Linked DNA regions of Mus musculus: all the other regions are linked to region 2. Evidence: chromatin contacts called from public HiChIP or PLAC-seq data. All regions are on one chromosome and are shown on one strand. Each heading gives the region's core, a stretch centred on a gene start, on an enhancer-like site or on the middle of the called end of the contact. The rest is flanking DNA. Distances are from core to core; before and after follow the strand shown.

Region 1 (2,953 bases), core at 153-2,652, 1.0 Mb after region 2:
ATTCTACCGCAAACGTACAACAAACTTCCTTTTTTTGGGGGGGGGTGGTTAGTTTCAAGACAGGGTTTCTCTGTGTAGCCCTGGCTGTTCTGGAACTCACTCTGTAGACCAGGCTGGCCTCGAACTCAGAAATCTGCCTGCCTCTGCTTCCCAAGTGCTGGGATTAAAGGCTAAAGGCTTGCTTGCTAGCGATACCCCCCAGGGGTTTTTTGTTTTTGTTTTTGCTTTTGTTTTGTTTTGTTTTTTTCAGCAAACTTCCTTTTTTGTTGTTTTGTTTTGCTTTTCGAGTTTGAGGCCAACCTGATCTTGGCCACAGGTTAGGTCACTTCTGTTAATCTGACTCTAGCTGAAAACAAGAAGGCTGAACGTTCCAGTGTGTGAGGGTGGACCGGCTCACCTCTAGCTTCTCCCACCTCCCTTTTGGGAATCTTTGCAAGTGCTTTTGAAGATAGATCTGCATGACTTTTCTTCCGCTTGGGAAAGGCCTTCACGATGCCCTGAGGGTCCATTGAAGGGCGCTGGATCCTGGCCTTTCTGTTAAAGGATTGAGAGCCAGCCCTTAATAATTTGGCATAGAGGTGGGGTTTAGGGGTAACAGGTCCCTTTCTCAGAGGTCTCGGAAACCCCAGTTAAACTTAAGTGATTTAATCCGAGTGCCACACACACATACCAGCCTTTCAACCCTAGTCGTACTGAGGGAAGCCAGGGAAAGGTTGGGATTCTTGTGGGTGTAGGGGAGGTGTGGATCGAAAGGAAACAACATGGGGTGGGGGTGGGGGGAGGAATATAGCGCAGAGTCAGCCTCTGCGTCCCCTTCCAAGAGACTTTTCCAAAATGATGACGGGTTTGGGAACCGGACTACATCTTTAGGAGAGTCTTCATCTCCCCAACGAATTGGAGTCTAAGGGACATGTCACATAAACCTCGCATCATCTTTCTCTAGCCTCAATGTGCATTCGCAGAAGAAAACCTGGGGAGTGAGGCTTCAGGGAAAGTTGTGGGCACGCTGCGCACCTGTCCCTGTCGCAGCAGCCCCATCGCGCGGGTCTGAGCCCCGCAGCTGCAGGGAGGTGGAGTGCAGCCGCAGCAGATGTAGGGAGCCCTCACAGCTGGAGGTGGGCAAGACCGAAGCAGACGTGCCACATCCACTGTGAGCAGCTGGTGTGAACCAGGGACTCCCAGCTGGGGCCAGAAGAGAGTTGGTGCTGGATCCCTAAAAGTTCTGGGAGCATCCCCACCCCACCCGGCCCCAGGACCGGTCCAAAGTAGGTTAGAATCTCCCGGCAAAGAGAAATAAACTCACCATGGGAGCCAATGAAAACGGATTGGGGGAGGAAGGGGTAGAGGGGAAAAAAAAAAAAAAAAATCAGTTCCCAGAATACTTCCCGGGTCATCCGGAAGTGATCATCGGTCGGGTAGTTGCCATGGCAGTGGCCCGGCGCGTTCCTGGGCGGAGGGAAGATGGCGGTGACTAGCTGGTTGGAGGTTTTGCGGTCGGCCGAGAAGACGGCACTGCTGCAGGATGGTAACTCGAGACCCCTCGTCCTTCCCCCCAGGGCGGGCTCTATGCGCCCGCTCCCCCAGGGAGGGCCTCAGCCTGGGTGGGCAGAGCTGGACCTGTCGCAGCAGCCTACAGCCATGCCAGCTTCCTGCTTTTGCAGAGGAAACCGGCCCAGGGAGATGACCCGAGTGGAACCCAAGTCTTTGGTCACCCACCTCAAGAGTTCCTTATATCATCTCTCCCCGCTCAGAGTTTTGTTGGTATTTCCCAATAATTCATTTTACATTCATCATCGTCCCTCAGGGCTGTACCAAGAGGCTAATTCTGCACCCCATTTGACTGACGAGGAAACTGAAACCCAGGAAGGTTTTAGACCAAACCCAGGTTTTGCAGATAATCAGGTATAATTCGTCATCTGGGATCCATGCAGCTCAATTTGGGGGTCCTATTGATGACAGCAGCCCCAATGGCATAGAAAGGAGACACCAGGGTTTTAGATCAACTCTAACATCGATTCACCTCTTCAGTTGTTAGGACCCCATTTTCTTCAATTATAAAATGAAGTGGGTGGGCTACCAGTGTTGTTTCTAAGGTCCTTGTTTTCTTTTTCTTTTCTTTCTTTTTTTTATTTTAAAGATTTATTTATTTTTTTATTATATGTAAGTACACTGTAGCTGTCTTCAGACACACCAGAAGAGGGAGTCAGATCTCGTTACGGATGGTTGTGAGCCACCATGTGGTTGCCGGGATTTGAACTCAGGACCTTCAGAAGAGCAGTCGGGTGCTCTTACCTGTTGAGCCATCTCACCAGCCCAGGTCCTTGTTTTCTAACTATGTTTTGTTTATGATGTGGATTTTAAATTGCCCCCTGATCTTTAGGGGAGATAGAGCAAGGGCTAAGGTCTAAATGACTAAGAACAGGAGCTTGAGATGTCAGCTTTTCCTCATCCTGCAAGTGGCCAGTTTAAGTGCCCTGTGCCCCTGAGGTCTTTCACAGACCCACCCACCTGGCAGCCAGGGTGCCTTAGGTCTGAATTCCTGAGGCTTTAAAGCTAACAGCTAGCTTTAAAACATCCACAGGCAGGTGCCTGAAGTTTACAGAAATTAAAATCAGGTTTCATTTGCTCCTACCCTACAGCATTTAGGGAACCCATTGCCATGTGCCAAATTCTGTGCTAGAGCAGATAGAAAAAACAGACAATAGCAAAGTTAAAACAAACAAGAAGACGACAACCATGGCTTATGCTTTCCTGGGATCATAAAATTATCAAGAAAAAAATATGTAAGGAAATAGCAGCTTGTATTAAATAGAGGTTGGGATCTTAGAAAGGCAAGGATAGCCCCATGCCTGCCATCTCTGCACTCAGGAGGTCAAGGCAGGAGACTCAGGAAGGAATGAAGGAAGGAAGGAAGGGAGGGAGGAGGGAGGGAGGAAGTCAGGCAGACAGACAG
Region 2 (2,903 bases), core at 396-2,895:
TTATATCATAGTGACTATGTAGCTTAAGTATATAACTAAGACAGAAGTATTAATTTCTATTGCTGCATATTCAGTTAAATTTTGTTTTAGTGTTCTTTAAACAAGTCATAAAATTAGCAGCCCAAACAACACCTACTTAATATCTCACATTTGTCATGAGTATTGGTTCTGGTTAGTCAGGTCCACAGCTCAGGGTCTCACCAGTGTGAAACCAAGGCCTATGCCATGACATCTGAGGCTCTGAATCCTTTTATAAGCATAGCAGTTATTGGTCAAATTCAATTACTTGAATTTATAGGGCTACACTTCCCATATTTTTGTTGGCTATTAGCCAATAGTCTTTCTCAGCTTGTAAAGAATTCACTTGTCATTTTCTGAAATATATGCATATATATGTGTGTGTGTATATGAATATACATATATATTCAAGGCAAACCAGAGAGCATGTATTATGGATTCAAATCCCCAAGCCTTTTGTCTCTAACTAATGTTTCCAGATTTAAAGGGCTAGAGAGATAATGTCTGCCCTACTCAAGATAAGTCTCCATTTTGATGACCTCAAATTTGACTGGTTAGGGACTTTGACTACATATTTGCCATATAATGTTACCTAACTACAGGGACACCACCCTGTCATAGATGCAGTTCCTACTGTCATTTTAAGGGGAGAGACTTAAATAGGATATGTACACCATGGGATGACAATCTTGGCCTCCTGTAGGTATTCATTAGAATGGTCCAGTAAGGGCTGGCGAGACTGCTCAGCGGGTAAGAGCACTGACTGCTCTTCCAAAGTTCCTGAGTTCAAATCCCAGCAACCACCCATAGTGAGATCTGACGCTGTCTTCTGGTGCATCTGAAGTCAGCTACAGTGTACTTATGTATAATATTAAATAAATCTTTTAAAAAAAAAGAATAGTCTAGTAAGCAAACAAAACAATTAATACCTTCTCTTATAACCAGTATGTATTGTTGGAAAATGTGAATATCTGTGGTTGCATAACATTGGTCTCATTGCAAGATTAGATTTAAGTAGGTGAGATAGTGCTATATGCAGAAAAATCAAATAATACTGAACAAAAATGGATTTTATATTACTTTTTTTTTTTTTTAAAGGGATGGTGGTTTGCTGTGTTATTCAGACTGGCTCTGAACTCTTGGATTCAAGTGGTCTTCCTGCTTCAGCGTCTGGAGTAATTGGAACTATAAGCCCTTGATCTTCTCTAGATTCTGAATGAATTCAGTTTGTCCTTAATCATCTGTCTAAGCCTTCAGGACAGCTTTACCCAAGGTCTATGTGCTAACTGATTTTTCTAGTGATTTCTTAAGTGGATCTAAGCGTTGGCTTCTCTCCCCACCCGAGAGAGTAAAGCTTAAAGCTTAATTACACTTGCCTCCGTCTTTGCCTCTGTAGGCTTGAACATAGGGAGGCAGCAATATTTCGTGGGCTTGTTTGTCCCTTTTCTAAGGAACTAAGCGAGTCGGCCTTATGGAGCCTAGACTGTAGTCCTGCAGGTCACCGCTAGGGAGCGCTCCTTCAACCTAGGCGCCCACCTACTTAAAAGGTCTCGATCGGTTTCTCTTGCAGTCCATCTCTATGGTGTTCGTTGTTGTTGCTTCCGGAAAGGGCGGAGCTTTCACTTCCGGCGGGGCCGTCCCTAGAGTAGAGATGGCGGCGACGGCAGCCGAGGTTGCGGCCTCTGGCTCTGGAGAGGCCCGGGAAGAAGCCGAAGCTCCGGGTCCCGCCTGGGATGAGTCCCAGCTACGAAGTTACAGCTTTCCGACCAGGCCCATCCCACGTCTGAGCCAGAGTGACCCTCGGGCGGAAGAGCTCATCGAAAATGAGGTGGGGGGCGGGGCTGCTGCTGAAGGGGGTGGAGGAAGGGACCCGGTTAGCGGAGAGGTGGCACACTGATCAGATTGTGGACAGAGGCTTGAGAGGCGGGAAAGGGAGATGCTACGTCAGGAGAGAGTGACAGGAGACACTGTTGTGAATTTGACAAGTACAGATATCGTCGAGAAGAACATATTAGCGCCTTGGAATTACTTCATTGATTTTTTTTTTTGATGTTTTTGCTTAGGAGCCAGTGGTGCTGACCGACACAAACCTTGTGTATCCTGCACTGAAGTGGGACCTCGAATACCTGCAAGAGAATATTGGCAACGGAGATTTCTCTGTGTACAGTGCCAGCACCCATAAGTTCTTATACTATGATGAGAAGAAGATGGGCAATTTCCAGAACTTTAAGCCAAGGTCCAACAGGGAGGAAATTAAATTTCATGAGTTCGTTGAGAAACTACAAGCTATACAGCAGCGCGGGGGAGAAGAGCGGTAAGTTGCCCCGTCAGTAGAACCAGGGCATCCGCTTTCCTGTACTTGTTTGAAGGTGTGGTGGAGTTGGGTAAGAAGAGATTGGCACCTCCAAGCCTCTGGGTTCCACGAGTGAATATTCTGCTCTGCGCTTTGAGTTCTTGATGGTTCTTTTTAGCTTAGTGGATGAGGGCAGCATTAGCCTTGAACTGTGAGTCCAATTTCCTGTCTTTGGTAGTTAGAGTGACAGTTGTTTTGCAGGGTCAGTCAGACGAAAGAAAGGCTTTGACCGTGCCTATGTGGAACTTATACTAGCCTGATAGCATATGTCCAGTTAAATCATTGTGCGGTTCTGTTTGGGAGGGCTGTCCCAGGGTTCGAAAATTTCAAGCTCAAAATGGAAGATTTTTACTTAAGATCTTTTGATTTCTTGAAAAAAAAAAAAAGATTGTGTTTTATGTGTGCAGGTGTTTGTATTTAGTTGCTATTGTTTTGGGGGGGGCGGGGCAGGGACTCACTCTGGAGCTCTTAACTGGACTGGCTGGAACTTGCCATATAGACTAGGCTTGCCTCAAACTCGATAAGATCCTCT
Region 3 (2,887 bases), core at 59-2,558, 870 kb before region 2:
ATGGACGATAGGCTGACCTCGAACTAACAGAGATCCACCCACCTTTACCTCCAAGTGTAGGATTCCAAGACTCCAGCCAGCTTCTTTTTTGTTTGCTCTTTTTCTAACTCAGGCCCAGCTGCAGAGCGCTGAGTGGAGTGTGTTCCTCTGCACCTGTCACTCAACCTTCAGCCTGTCTTTGCTATGATACCTCGTCAGAGATAGACAAGCCCAGTCCCTTTCACTACCAAAGCTGCTTTACTCTTTTGAGAGCTTCGATTCTCTGCCAAATGCAGTGACAGTGACTGTCACTGGTTACAGCCAGCTTTGAATAAAATTGTCCCTATTGATCTCCTCTTGGTCTTCATCCCCGTCCAGGTATTCATTTACGTCCTGTGTTGGCGGCGTTTTATAAGGGATGGTGTGACTTAGCTTTGGGGATGTGTAAGAGCGGATACTCCTGCTCTCAAGGATAGGGAGTTAGTGGGGCAGACAGGCACATGGTTGTAAATCGAGGAGTAACTGAAACAGAAGGTGTCTATAAAAAGATGTGGGGTCGGGTAAGATTTTTGGAGGAAGACACCCTTAAGCCAAAGGTAAGACATGATCAGGAGCTGATAAAGTGAGAAGAGCAGAATGTACAAAAACCATCAGGTCCCAACACTCAAGGGTACACATGCTGGAGCTTAACCAAGAGGTGAGGAGACCCAGTAGGTGCACCGTGGACAGTAATGAAAGGGACAGGTTGTAAAAACTTTAGATTTTCTGTCATTCAAGAGACTTCTTCATGCAAAATGAGACACGGGGCTGGTGTAAGCAAGAGTTAAGGGACTGTTTCTTTTGTGTTACCATAGGGCCCAGGAGGACAACAATACAAATGTTCATGATCTGCACCCAGTAGACAACCAACGTTGAAGAAATGGACACGAGTACTTTGATGCAAACGTCACCGGCTCTAATTTTTTCTCACAGTGTTTCTATCATGAGAGATGACAGTGATCCTGGGATATCAGTTTGTGGGCAAAAGGGACGGGATGGAGGAACTGCCAATGAGGGAAGAAAGGCTATGAGCAAGGGGTGCGTAGCTGTGATGAGCATTCGGAGACCCACCCACAGGAACGGTGGAAGCTGCAGCGGTGAAGGCCACCGCAGGGAGCTGGCCTTGCAGCAGCAGTCTGTGGCCTCTCCCGTGCGGGCTGCGGGTCCCAGCCCGCCCTCCAGGCGGAGCCTGGGTGCGACGACTTTTCCATTGGTCACGGCCGGGAGTCCAGGGGCGGGCATTCGTGGCCAGGCACCTTTGGGGATTGGTGTCGTTGTGAACAGACGCTCAGTTTGTGACCGCCGCGGCTTCGCCGGTGGCTCCGGCTGCGCGCAGGGCGGGCCTCTCCGGGTCCCCTGCAGTCATTGGCTCGGTGCGGTTTCCTTGGGGACGTGGCGCCGCCGGAGGCCGGGCCTCCTTCCGGCTGTGTTGGGAGCCACTGGGAACCGCTGAGGACCAGGACCAGGCCGGGCTGTGCAGAGGGACGAGCGGGCCTCGGGATTCCCGTGAGTGGGATTGCGGGAGAGCTGCGGGACGGATAGGGACGAGGAGAGGAAGCGGGGTCCCCTGTCCCTACCACCTGGGGTGGCGTGCTCCGTGAACACTGAGCCTGTCCACAGGAAAGCCCCGCGTTCGGGATGCACGGTAGGATCCTCTGGGCCCGTGGGAGGAGAGAGAAGCGACACGGAGTGAGGGTCAGTACAGTGGGAAGGAAACGTGCAGTCGCTGCGGGGATCAGGTCCTTTGGGCACTGTCTGAAAGCCAGCCAACCCTTTCTAGGCTGCAGGCTTAGGAGATGCCTGGGACTAGGAGGCCACCCTCTCAAAGCAAAAGGAAACGGAGGTGACAGACGTCGAGACCACTGAAGGGAACCCATGGCTAGGTAAGGTTTGCACTCATTATATCTGTCAAGGAGCTGAGTGGAGGGTGGTAGCAGGGGCGCGGGGGGGGGGGCGGGGGCGCTGGGAGGCTAGGTGAGGTTTGCCCTGAGGCTGCGCCTAAACTTTGCATCCTGGTCAGGTGTATGCAAAAATGTCAAAGCTGCATTCTTTGGAAAGGCCAGTCGAATCATTTCCAGCCCATAACCTGGGGTCTTGAGAGTAGCAGTGGTTGTCTCTGAAAGGTGGTTGAGTTAAGGCCAAAGACTCAGTTTTGACTGTGTATCTGTTAAAACTAATTTTAAGAAAGGTCTCCTTGTGTCTATAATTTGCTAAAGCATTTTTAAAAAAAATCAGTTAAATAACTTGTGTAACTATCTGGTTTCTTGACAGCATGGCTAGTGGTCGGTCATGTTGCAGCCTCTCTGATTAGCCAGTGTTAGGAAGACCCCACCCCCCCACCCCTGTGCCCCCCGCCCCTGTGCCCCCCTCCCTTTGATCTTTCCACCAACAGTAGATTATTCAAGCACATCATGTCTTTCTAAACTGCATGATGGAAAGAAACACTATGAACAATACAGGTGCTTGCCTTTCATTTGCAACTTAAAAAAAAAAACCATTTAGACTTCTCTTGACCTGGGATTTTTGCCTTTCAGGGTGTTCATCTAGTTTTAAAAACAGTTTTAAAGCGGTAATTTATGGAGAGATTTTAGGACTTAACAAATGTTTGTCTCATTCCAGGATCAGTTTTTCCTACCTCTGCCCAGCCTCCTGGTACTTCACTGTGCCCACAGTGAGCCCGTTTCTCCGTCAGCGGGTGGCATTCCTGGGACTCTTCTTTATACCCTGTGTCCTTTTACTTCTTTTAATCATGGATTTACGACACTGGGCCACTTCGTTACCACGGGACAGGCAGTATGAGAGGTAAGTCAGCTTTTGATCACTTTGCTCAGATTGGTTTTGAAGTTACAACCTTACGTTTGTAGTTCAG

Evidence for each region. HiChIP or PLAC-seq counts read pairs in DNA pulled down with a chosen protein or histone mark.
Region 1: a contact with region 2 is called in an H3K4me3 HiChIP or PLAC-seq map of bone marrow-derived macrophages, with 4 times the contacts expected there. The contact joins the promoter of Dpcd here to the promoter of Hif1an in region 2. A contact is called at or near these places in 1 of 484 Hi-C or Micro-C datasets (uterus), 1 of 115 datasets of contacts at active chromatin or transcription factors (bone marrow-derived macrophages) and 1 of 9 other capture datasets (liver).
Region 3: a contact with region 2 is called in an H3K4me3 HiChIP or PLAC-seq map of bone marrow-derived macrophages, with 4 times the contacts expected there. The contact joins the promoter of Entpd7 here to the promoter of Hif1an in region 2. A contact is called at or near these places in 2 of 484 Hi-C or Micro-C datasets (B cells and natural killer cells), 2 of 115 datasets of contacts at active chromatin or transcription factors (bone marrow-derived macrophages and pancreatic cancer cells) and 1 of 9 other capture datasets (liver).

What each region holds. Positions count from the first base shown.
Region 1 is chr19:45,559,183-45,562,135 of GRCm38.p6, forward strand. Dpcd (deleted in primary ciliary dyskinesia) reads left to right here and starts at 1,403. Exons shown (of 6, transcript NM_172639.3): 1 at 1,403-1,525. The coding sequence starts at 1,462. Poll (polymerase (DNA directed), lambda) reads right to left here and starts at 1,382. Exons shown (of 9, transcript NM_020032.3): 1 at 1,304-1,382; 2 at 398-534. The coding sequence starts at 509.
Region 2 is chr19:44,561,209-44,564,111 of GRCm38.p6, forward strand. It overlaps Hif1an (hypoxia-inducible factor 1, alpha subunit inhibitor), which reads left to right and starts at 1,646. Exons shown (of 8, transcript NM_176958.3): 1 at 1,646-1,846; 2 at 2,082-2,332. The coding sequence starts at 1,670.
Region 3 is chr19:43,688,381-43,691,267 of GRCm38.p6, forward strand. Entpd7 (ectonucleoside triphosphate diphosphohydrolase 7) reads left to right here and starts at 1,309. Exons shown (of 13, transcript NM_053103.5): 1 at 1,309-1,524; 2 at 1,799-1,901; 3 at 2,638-2,820. The coding sequence starts at 1,894.